3 separate regions of the Sus scrofa genome follow, and all the other regions are linked to region 1. A link is a contact called in public Hi-C and HiChIP or PLAC-seq data. All regions are on one chromosome and are shown on one strand. Each heading gives the region's core, a stretch centred on a gene start, on an enhancer-like site or on the middle of the called end of the contact. The rest is flanking DNA. Distances are from core to core; before and after follow the strand shown. Region 1 overlaps LOC106505688 (a long non-coding RNA gene). Region 2 has its middle 17 kb from the start of ANAPC13. Region 3 holds the start of CEP63 (centrosomal protein of 63 kDa).

Region 1 (2,823 bases), core at 229-2,728:
CTCTTTTGATCCAGGTCTTGGTCTCCAAACAGTTTTCTACATGCACCCCTGAAGGGGTCCCTGATACACCATATGGCTGGCTGTACTCCTACCCCAGTACTACTGATCTCAAGGCCCAGTGGTGTTTATTATTATAACAGAGCTCACCATAAACATTTGATAGAACTTCAAATGCTTTTGAGAGGTTTGAGTTTGGGAGACCGGAGTCTTATCAATTCGGAATAGACTCTCATTGTTTTTATGTCCTGAGCAGCTAAGAGCTTGTATGAGGTGTGGGGTGACCACTCAATCATTTCTCTTTCTCTGGTCACTTGTGAGATACTGTCTGTGTGACCTTCAGACCCTGGTTCTTCATAGGGAATTCTTTTCCTTTTTTCCTTTTTTAGCTGCTTCTGCAGCACATGAAAGTTCCCTAGGCCAGGGATTGAATCTGAGCTGGACTTGCAACTTATACCACAGCTGCAGCAGCGCTGGATCCTAAACCCATTGCGCTGGGCCGGGGATGGAACCGGAGCCTCCACAGAGACAAGCTGGATCATTATCCCACTGTGCCACATGGGAACACCCGTGGGAATTCCTAAAAAAGCAACTTGTTTGTGCTATAAGGATTAGGTTAGGTAAAGTACATAATACACTCCATAAGCCCATCCCAACAAGGACACACAAATCCTGTCACATAGGCCTTATTGACACAGGGCTATTTGACATCCATTCCAGTGAGTCACCACCAATTTGGCCATCAAATATTAGTGAAGCTGCATTCTTACTTGTAGATTAAAAATATAAGTTAATGCAGAATAAAAATTCTAGTATTTTTCTTTACTACCTCCAAGAGATCATCTCACATACCCAGTTTGGAGACCAGTGGTCTAACGATATCCACCCCCCCCGGGGGGGGGCCTACACCTCTGAAAGTGGCCTTCCTCATTCAAGAAGGGGACCCAGATTTCCCGTCGTGGTGCAGTGGTTAATGAATCCGACTAGGAACCATGAGGTTGCGGGTTCGATCGCTGGCCTTACTCAGTGGGTTAAGGATCTGGCGTTGCCGTGAGCTGTGGTGTAGGTTGCAGATGTGGCTCGATCCCACGTTGCTATGGCTCTGGCCAATTAGACCCCTAGCCTGGGAACCTCCATATGCCACGGGAGCAGCCCAAGAAATGGCAAAAAGACAAAAAAAGGGGGGGGGACCTGACAGTTGGCTAGGCCCCCAAAATGAGACAGGCAAAAATTCTGACATAGCACAAGAAACAGGCTTATACTTTGACATCTGCAGTGGCCAACTTTCCGTGCTCCCTTTTGTTTGTTTGGAGGGTAGGCAGGCTGAAGGCTGTGCTGAGGGCTGTGGTAAGATGGGGCAGGCCCCCTAGAATTTGCGGGACTCCCTTGGGCTCACAAGTTCAGCTCAGGCTGTGTTCCCTAGGGGTCAACCTTAGTCAGTGGGGGGACAGCGGCCAGGTTCCTGTCCAGAGTGTGGGGAAACAGCGGCCCCTGGTGGCTGAGACACACATCCTTTGTGCTGTAACATTTGCTGAATGAAACCCAGTTTGGGAGTTCGAGTGCTGGTTACACAGACATGGGTAGGATAGACCTGGCTTCCTATCTGGGCCCATCTGTGTGACCCCAGGCAAATTACCATCTCTGAGTCTTAGAGTGTTGCCAGGAGTCAATGAGATGTTGAGTGAAATGTTGTGAAGAGTGCTGAGCACAAAGGAAGAACAGCTATGATGGTCATGATGATGAATATTGGGGCTTCTCAACATCTAAAAGCACCTGGAGGATTTCCCGCTGTGCAATAACAGGATCAGCGGTGTCTCTGGACCACTAGGGCACAAATTTGATCCCTGGCCCATCACAGTGGGTTAAGGAACTGGCATTGCCACAGCTACAGTGCAGGGCACAGCTGTGGCTCAGATCTGATCCCTGGCCTGAGAACTCCATATGCTCCAGGGTGGCCAAAAAATAAAAAAAATAAAAGCACCTGGAAAATACCTCTGAGGGGTAGTCCCAGAGAGAGTGGGAAATCCTGAGCAGAAACTCTCACGTTTCTGTGCTAGAGAGACACAGATGAGCAGTGAATGTGTCCTGGACAGGGTGAGCATGAGCCCGGGAGTGTGCACGAGCATGAGCACAGCCACAACGGAAAGGCAGAGAGCTCTGGATCACACTCATTGCACCCACCCCAGAGGTGAGCAGTGGGGACCAAAGGGAAGCCAGGGTCACCCATTCTTCTAATCACACTCCAAAGCTCAACTCTGGGAAGAGGGTGGGGGATTATTATTCACACAATGCTTAGTGATCACCTGCTGTATGCTATTCAGGGTAAATGGAAGACACTATCACAAGACACTTTCAAAGAGAGATCGGAACTAAACAACAGGCATGTGGGGAGGCCAGTTTAGACTGATGGCCTGGGGACTAACGATTGTATTCCCTGCAGCCATCAGGACAGAATCCGGGGAAGTGCACCAGCCAGGCCCAGGCAGAGTGAGGATTCCTTAGCTCAGGTGGCCTGCCAGGGATGCATCAACACCCAGCTCTTGCCTGCACAGATGAAGCCAGGAAGATGTCTGAGGTACAGTCTCTCAATCACTCCTACCCCACCTCTGGGGCTTCATTCAATTAAAATTTGGTTCTGTTCAAATCTAGCAACCTCTGAGAGTCCCCCTCACCACCCACAGAAGGGTGTGCTGATGGAGAAAGAAGGAGGGGCTGGTGTTCCAAAGAGAGCTGCCAAGCCCCAGTGGGCCCTTCTGAGACTCTCAGTCCTTCCACAGTTCATTAAATTGAAGTATATCAAGGAGTTCCCTTCTTGGCTCAGCGGTT
Region 2 (2,700 bases), core at 77-2,576, 140 kb before region 1:
TCCAAGCGCTCAGACATGTTTTCAAGTGAAGGACAAACTGCAAAAGAACATGCATAGTATGATCTCATTTGTGTTTAAAAATACATGTAACAAAAGCATATGTTTCTATTTAAACATTCCTATGTCTGCAAAAATCAGACAAAAGTCGGGAAGGACGCAAACCGAGCTACCCTCAAGGATGGGGAGGCAGGCTGAGGGGGACAGTGCAGAGCTTTTGCTTCTCTCTAATCCTCTGTATTATTCAAATATATGAATATTTTACAATAAGAATGTACCCCTATATTACATAATTATAATACATAAATTAAAAGATTATCAAACATCACAAGGGAAACATTCCAACTTTCAATCGCCACAATTTTGACGTAGAGATTGATCCATCTATCATCATCTGTGCATCTAGCTAGAAAGAGAGAAAGAGAGAAGGTAAATAAGACAAAATGTAACACTTGTTGAATGTTGGTGGAGGGATATGGGTATTCCTATTAGTCTTTCACCTTCCCTGTATTTTAAATTTTTTCTCATAAAGTTGGAAATAAAAACACATCAAATACATATCCTGGGACACATGCACACTTTTCCTAAGCAAGCAAATTTTTCCAGATGTGGGAGCAATGCCTGTGGCCCGCTCAGCTGCAATTACGGCCAAAAAGCATTGGCGATCTTTCCCTCTGGCTCCTTAGATCATGCCTCACTCCTATGGCCAGTGTCTCCAGGAGACTCCAGAGGCCTCCACATGCACTAACTGGGGTGGTCGGCAGCCCCCTCCCCAGACCCTCAGCAGGCACAGTCCAGGCAGGGAATCCCCGGGAGCAGGGACCTAGCTTCTCTCTGCCTCTCTTCCTACAAAGGCAGAAAGCCCATGGCCAAGGGCACTTTTAACATGAAGTATGCCATCCCTGGGTATGTATTAATTCCAGCCCCATGAAGGGCAGAAGTGGCCATTGGTAAGAAGAGGAGCTGGAGCTCCTTCATGGCCATGGAACCTCTCATCAGCCCTCCACCTGGTGTTTGTTTTGGAGACAGGAGTATGAGGGGAATGAGGGGAAAAAAAGGAATTGCAAAAAAAAGGAATTGGAATTTTAATGAGAACCATCTGGAGTGTTTGCCAAGGGTGGAATGTTCAGTGTAAGAAAGCAATTCCTCAGTTTAGATGAGGAAAAGAGAAATGGAGGAAATCGTTACATCGCACTTACCGCCCCCCCCCAAACTGATGCGGAACAGAACTACCTAGAACACGCACATCAGCACATCACTCGGGAGGGGGTGAGGGGGGCTGCGGGAGAAGGAGAGCACCTTCTTTCGGCTTGTCGTTCCGCAGCGAGAAGGAATGTTTCTCCTCTGCCAAGGAGACTTGGAGGGATGGGTTGCGGTGGGCCCTGGGCCAGCGCCCGGAATCTGGGTAACCATGGAAACGGGCCCGCCGGTGACAACAAACACGGGTTGGAATTTCAGCCTTCACAGCCAGGCCACGGAGGAATGGGAAAGTTCGGGAAAGTTTTTGTGTTTGTTTTTAACCCAGGATGGGGGAAAGACAGGAGGGAGCCGCTGCAGTGCTCCGAGTAAACGCTCCCTATCCAGCATCCCAGTGGAATCACAAGGAGCCAGACTCTATTTTCACCATATTCTTTTCATTATTTATAGCCTGCAGCATTCCACCAAGACTCCACAGGGTCGAAAGCCACTACTGAGGGGTGTCTGCACAGCAAGATCCCTGTCCTTGCCCCCCAGAGGGAGAGGAGATGCAGCAAAATCACAGAGCCTAAGGATGGCTCAACTCAGCCTCAAAACTGCCATGCAGCCAGTGTGGCCAGGTCCCCACTTTCCACATGGGAGGGGGAGAAATTCAGAGAACCAAGATCTCAGGGGCTGTCTGCCTCAGCCCAGGCCTGCCCTTGCTGCGTGAGGCCATCGTACCTGCCATCTTGATTTGGAAAGAAGTGAATACTTAAGGTAGTCAGCATTTATGAAGAAGAGGGGTAAACTTTTCTACATGGCTTACTGTGCAAATGCCAGCTGTTTGTGGCTGAAGAAGTGGGTCTTGACTGAATGGGAAAAGATCTGTGTGATGGGAAGGAGAAAATTTTGGAATTGATAGGCAGAAAAATTAAAGAAAAAAACCTATGAAGTAGATAAATAAGAAGGACCTGCAGTATAATAGCTCAAGGAACTGTATTCAACATCTTGTAATTACCTACAATGGAAAAGAATCTGAAAATGAACATATGTATATTTGAGTCACTTTGCTGTACGCCTGAACATAAATCAACTATACTTCAATTTAAAAAAAGAAAAAGGACCCATGGACTCTAGAGTTTTCCTCTCTGAGGCCTTTAGAAATAGAATGCCTGGCAGGATACCTGGATAGAACAAGCCTGGGACTGAAGGAACCATGAAGACATCACCCCTTCTGGCTCCACGCTTTCCAGAAGGGAAACCAAGGCAGAATTGGGGCTGGTCCCATATCCTGTCTCCTGGTACAAGGTTCTCTTCTGGACAGCATGTCCCAGGAATCCATAAACAAGCCCATGGTTGACCCTTGGAGTCCAGAAGTGGATGGGGAGTTCCCATCATGGCACAGCGGAAATGAATCTGACCAGGAACCATGAGGTTGTGGGTTCCATCCCTGGCCTTGCTCAATGGGTTAAGGATCTGGTGTTGCCGTGAGCTGTGGTATAGTTCGAAGATGTGGCTGAGATC
Region 3 (2,789 bases), core at 110-2,609, 160 kb before region 1:
GGAGCGGCCCAAGAAATAGCAAAAAGACAAAAAAAAAAAAAAAAGGATACGGTATTCAAAATAAAACACATACACTTTATTATATAATTAAGCTACAGTTGTGATCAGTATAAATATAAATATTCGAAGGTAGCATGTAGTTAATAATCCTTGATTTCCTCTTCATGTCTAGAAAATTAAATGCACGCATGTGGGAAACTATTACCACAGGGCACTAACCCTACAATACTGCTTTATTAAAAGAAGAAAAAATTCTTAAAGACTGGTTTAAGGAACTGTCTGTAAGGCTCAAGGAAAACTACTTTGTGCAAAGAAATGTACTGTAATTGCAAAGGAAGAGTAGTCGCTGACAGCGGACTCATCTTTACTGTTTCAAGAAGCATAAGAAAAACCTCATTATAAGCCTAGATTTACCGCCTTAAAGTATCTTGATGATTAAAGTGTTCTAAGGACCTATACCTTTTATTTCCTCAATTTATCATTTATTTCCCATCCCTGATTTGTATGGATCCCTAAGTCCAGGGTTCCCCAATTGAGTCCTTCATGTTTTCTGCCACATTTCTGTACCTCCAATACGTTTTTAACCAACTCACTTTTTAAAACTTGCTAAACTTCCCACCCGTGAATGAACCGCTATCACCTGCCATCAATGACCTAAGTCGCAACAATGCTAAGAAGCTAACCAGATGAGGCAGCCCAGGCGAGAGGGCCTTGCCGAGGATCCCTCCCCTGAAGTGGAAGAGTGGCCCGCGGCTAACTCCGCTCCGGGAAGACGAGCAGCTCGCCCACCCCGCCGCCCTCCCGCCGGCCCGGTCTCTAGGTAAGAGCTGACCACCTGGCTGGCCGGGACCGCACGCCGAGGGAGGCCATATCCGGCTTCGCGGGTCAGCCGGGCGTCAGCGAAAAGGCCGGGGGGCGGGGCGCCGGGGCGGAGCCGGGCCGGCGGGGGCGGGCCTGGAGGCCAGCGGGCGGCTGAGGAAGCAGGCCCCAGGCCATTCGGCCGCTCGGCCCGCGGCCCCACCGCAGCCAGGGCTACCTCCAGGCCCAGAGACGGCCGCCCCTCGCCCGTCCGACGTTCGCAATGCGGTTAAGGGCTGCCGCGAGCGCTCCCCGAGCCTTCCCGCCGTTACCTACGGCTGGGGGTGCGCACGCGCGGCACCGCCAACCTGACGTCCAGCCACAGCAGTCAGCACGTTCGTTTTGCCCACTGCTCCTTCACTTTTAATTAAAACAATGTCCTCCCTAACTCCCCCTGTGCTCCGGCAAATGGGCTCACCCACATCCGGGGATCGGAAAGTGAAGGACGTCTGGGTCACGTGATGCTGAGGGCGCGGTCGGCGGGGGTGTGTGACACGCTGGGTTTGGGGCTGGTAAAAGGGTTTGCGCGCACGTAATGTAGGGTCTGGAGATACGGGAGCGCGTTCGGACTCCTGCCGTTTCTCTTGGCTTAGGTCGTTGTTTTCACATCATCCTCTCCCTCCTAACCACTTCTCTTACCACACGTTGGGCGGGGAGGAGGGGAACTTGCTTGGCTGTCCGGACCCCCCCCCCTCGCTTCCGCATTTGGTATATCCCGCCTCGGGCCGGAAGCCGTGGCTGTGGGGCGGCCTCCCAGGCCTGTATGGACGGTGGTGGCCCGAGAGGGTCATTTCTAGCGAGGGAAAAGGCGTCCCAGTTTTGCTCATGTAACTGCATGTTTCACAGAGCTCTAAAGCAGAGATGAATAAAACTGCCCTCCCCCCGGGAAACGCAGGCGTCTCGTGTCTGGAAAGACCGTGTGACAGGCAATATACCAAGATCCTGATGGGGATCATTCTCTGTGCCCAGAGAACTATGGGACCCGCGGAGGGGCGGGGACTGCGCTCTTCTGGCTCTTAGAGAACGACTCCTGCAGAAGACGACCTGGGAGCTAAATTTTTTGGACAGTTTGGGGTTAGCTGGGGAAAAAAGGAAGAAGACAGAGCATTCCAGGCATTGGGACAGTCGTATGTGTAAGAAAACTTTGTTCAGGAAAGTGGTAATGCTTCATTCTGTTGAGTGAGGCAAGTGTTTGAGACGTAGTCATTTCCTGGTCATTGCCCCTCTTTGCCCGTCTTGTGCTTTCCTTTTTTCCAGCCCCTGAAGAGAGAAGGCACCTTAGCGCCTAACTCTGGAAATGGCATGTTGGTTCTGATGAGCTGACGCCAGCTTTGAGTTTGGAAGGAAAAATGGGTGTGTTAGTGATGGGGTAAAGAACTTTGAGTGCAAAGGCTGGAAAGGATAACAGAGTTAGAGGTGTTCGGAAGAGGGACAGGTGAAAAAAGATTGAGGCCAAATTGAGGAAAGATGTGCTGAGTCACTGACAAAAAATTTTACTACACACAGCAATTGGAAGCAGTAATACCTGAGCAGTTGGTCACAAAGTCGACCTGACTTGGTTAGTAGATCATAAGGACAAAAGGTAGATCAAGGGCAGGATGTGGGCTGAAGCTGGAGTGATCTGAGAAACCCTTACAGAAAGGTGGGATCTGTGTGTGACTGGGAAAATCAGCTGGAAGGGACTGTGATCTTGTAAATAACCTGACCCGGATGAGATGAGTCTTTCCCAAAGTGATATCATGCCAAAAGACACATCCAGGCTAAAAAGCTTGGAGAACCCCTAGTGCTAGATTACATCATCTCCTCATGCTTAAGAAATAACCTCTTTGGCTTTCAGATCTGGCAAGAGCAAAGCTGCAGGAAAATGGACAGTGAGGTACAGAGAGATGGAAGGATCTTGGATTTGATTGACGATGCTTGGCGAGAGGACA

Evidence for each region. Hi-C and Micro-C count contacts between places; a contact is called where the count stands out from the background. HiChIP or PLAC-seq counts read pairs in DNA pulled down with a chosen protein or histone mark.
Region 2: an H3K27ac HiChIP or PLAC-seq map of skeletal muscle shows a contact between it and region 1. The contact joins two enhancer-like sites. A contact is called at or near these places in 2 of 5 promoter capture datasets (fetal skeletal muscle and skeletal muscle), 21 of 47 Hi-C or Micro-C datasets (alveolar macrophages, brain, embryonic fibroblasts and 11 more) and 1 of 2 datasets of contacts at active chromatin or transcription factors (skeletal muscle).
Region 3: a contact with region 1 is called in a Hi-C map of skeletal muscle, with 6 times the contacts expected there. The contact joins the promoter of CEP63 here to the enhancer-like site in region 1. A contact is called at or near these places in 5 of 5 promoter capture datasets (fetal liver, fetal skeletal muscle, liver and 1 more), 34 of 47 Hi-C or Micro-C datasets (adipose tissue, alveolar macrophages, blood and 16 more) and 2 of 2 datasets of contacts at active chromatin or transcription factors (alveolar macrophages and skeletal muscle).

The regions. Positions count from the first base shown.
Region 1 is chr13:75,442,081-75,444,903 of Sscrofa11.1, reverse strand. It overlaps LOC106505688 (a long non-coding RNA gene), which reads left to right. Exons shown (of 3, transcript XR_001300331.2): 2 at 2,438-2,572. Among named protein-coding and RNA genes, the nearest start is that of RYK, 53 kb to the right of the region's middle. Within about 2 kb of position 1,478, at least 10 of the 83 cell types and tissues checked have an H3K27ac peak or open chromatin away from gene starts, as enhancers often do. A contact at or near this core is called in skeletal muscle, where this site is marked.
Region 2 is chr13:75,586,892-75,589,591 of Sscrofa11.1, reverse strand. No RefSeq gene overlaps it. Among named protein-coding and RNA genes, the nearest start is that of ANAPC13, 17 kb to the left of the region's middle. Within about 2 kb of position 1,326, at least 39 of the 83 cell types and tissues checked have an H3K27ac peak or open chromatin away from gene starts, as enhancers often do. A contact at or near this core is called in skeletal muscle, where this site is marked.
Region 3 is chr13:75,604,194-75,606,982 of Sscrofa11.1, reverse strand. It overlaps CEP63 (centrosomal protein of 63 kDa), which reads right to left and starts at 1,359. Exons shown (of 13, transcript XM_021069477.1): 1 at 1,277-1,359. It overlaps ANAPC13 (anaphase promoting complex subunit 13), which reads left to right and starts at 1,968. Exons shown (of 3, transcript NM_001178070.1): 1 at 1,968-1,991; 2 at 2,696-2,789. The coding sequence starts at 2,723.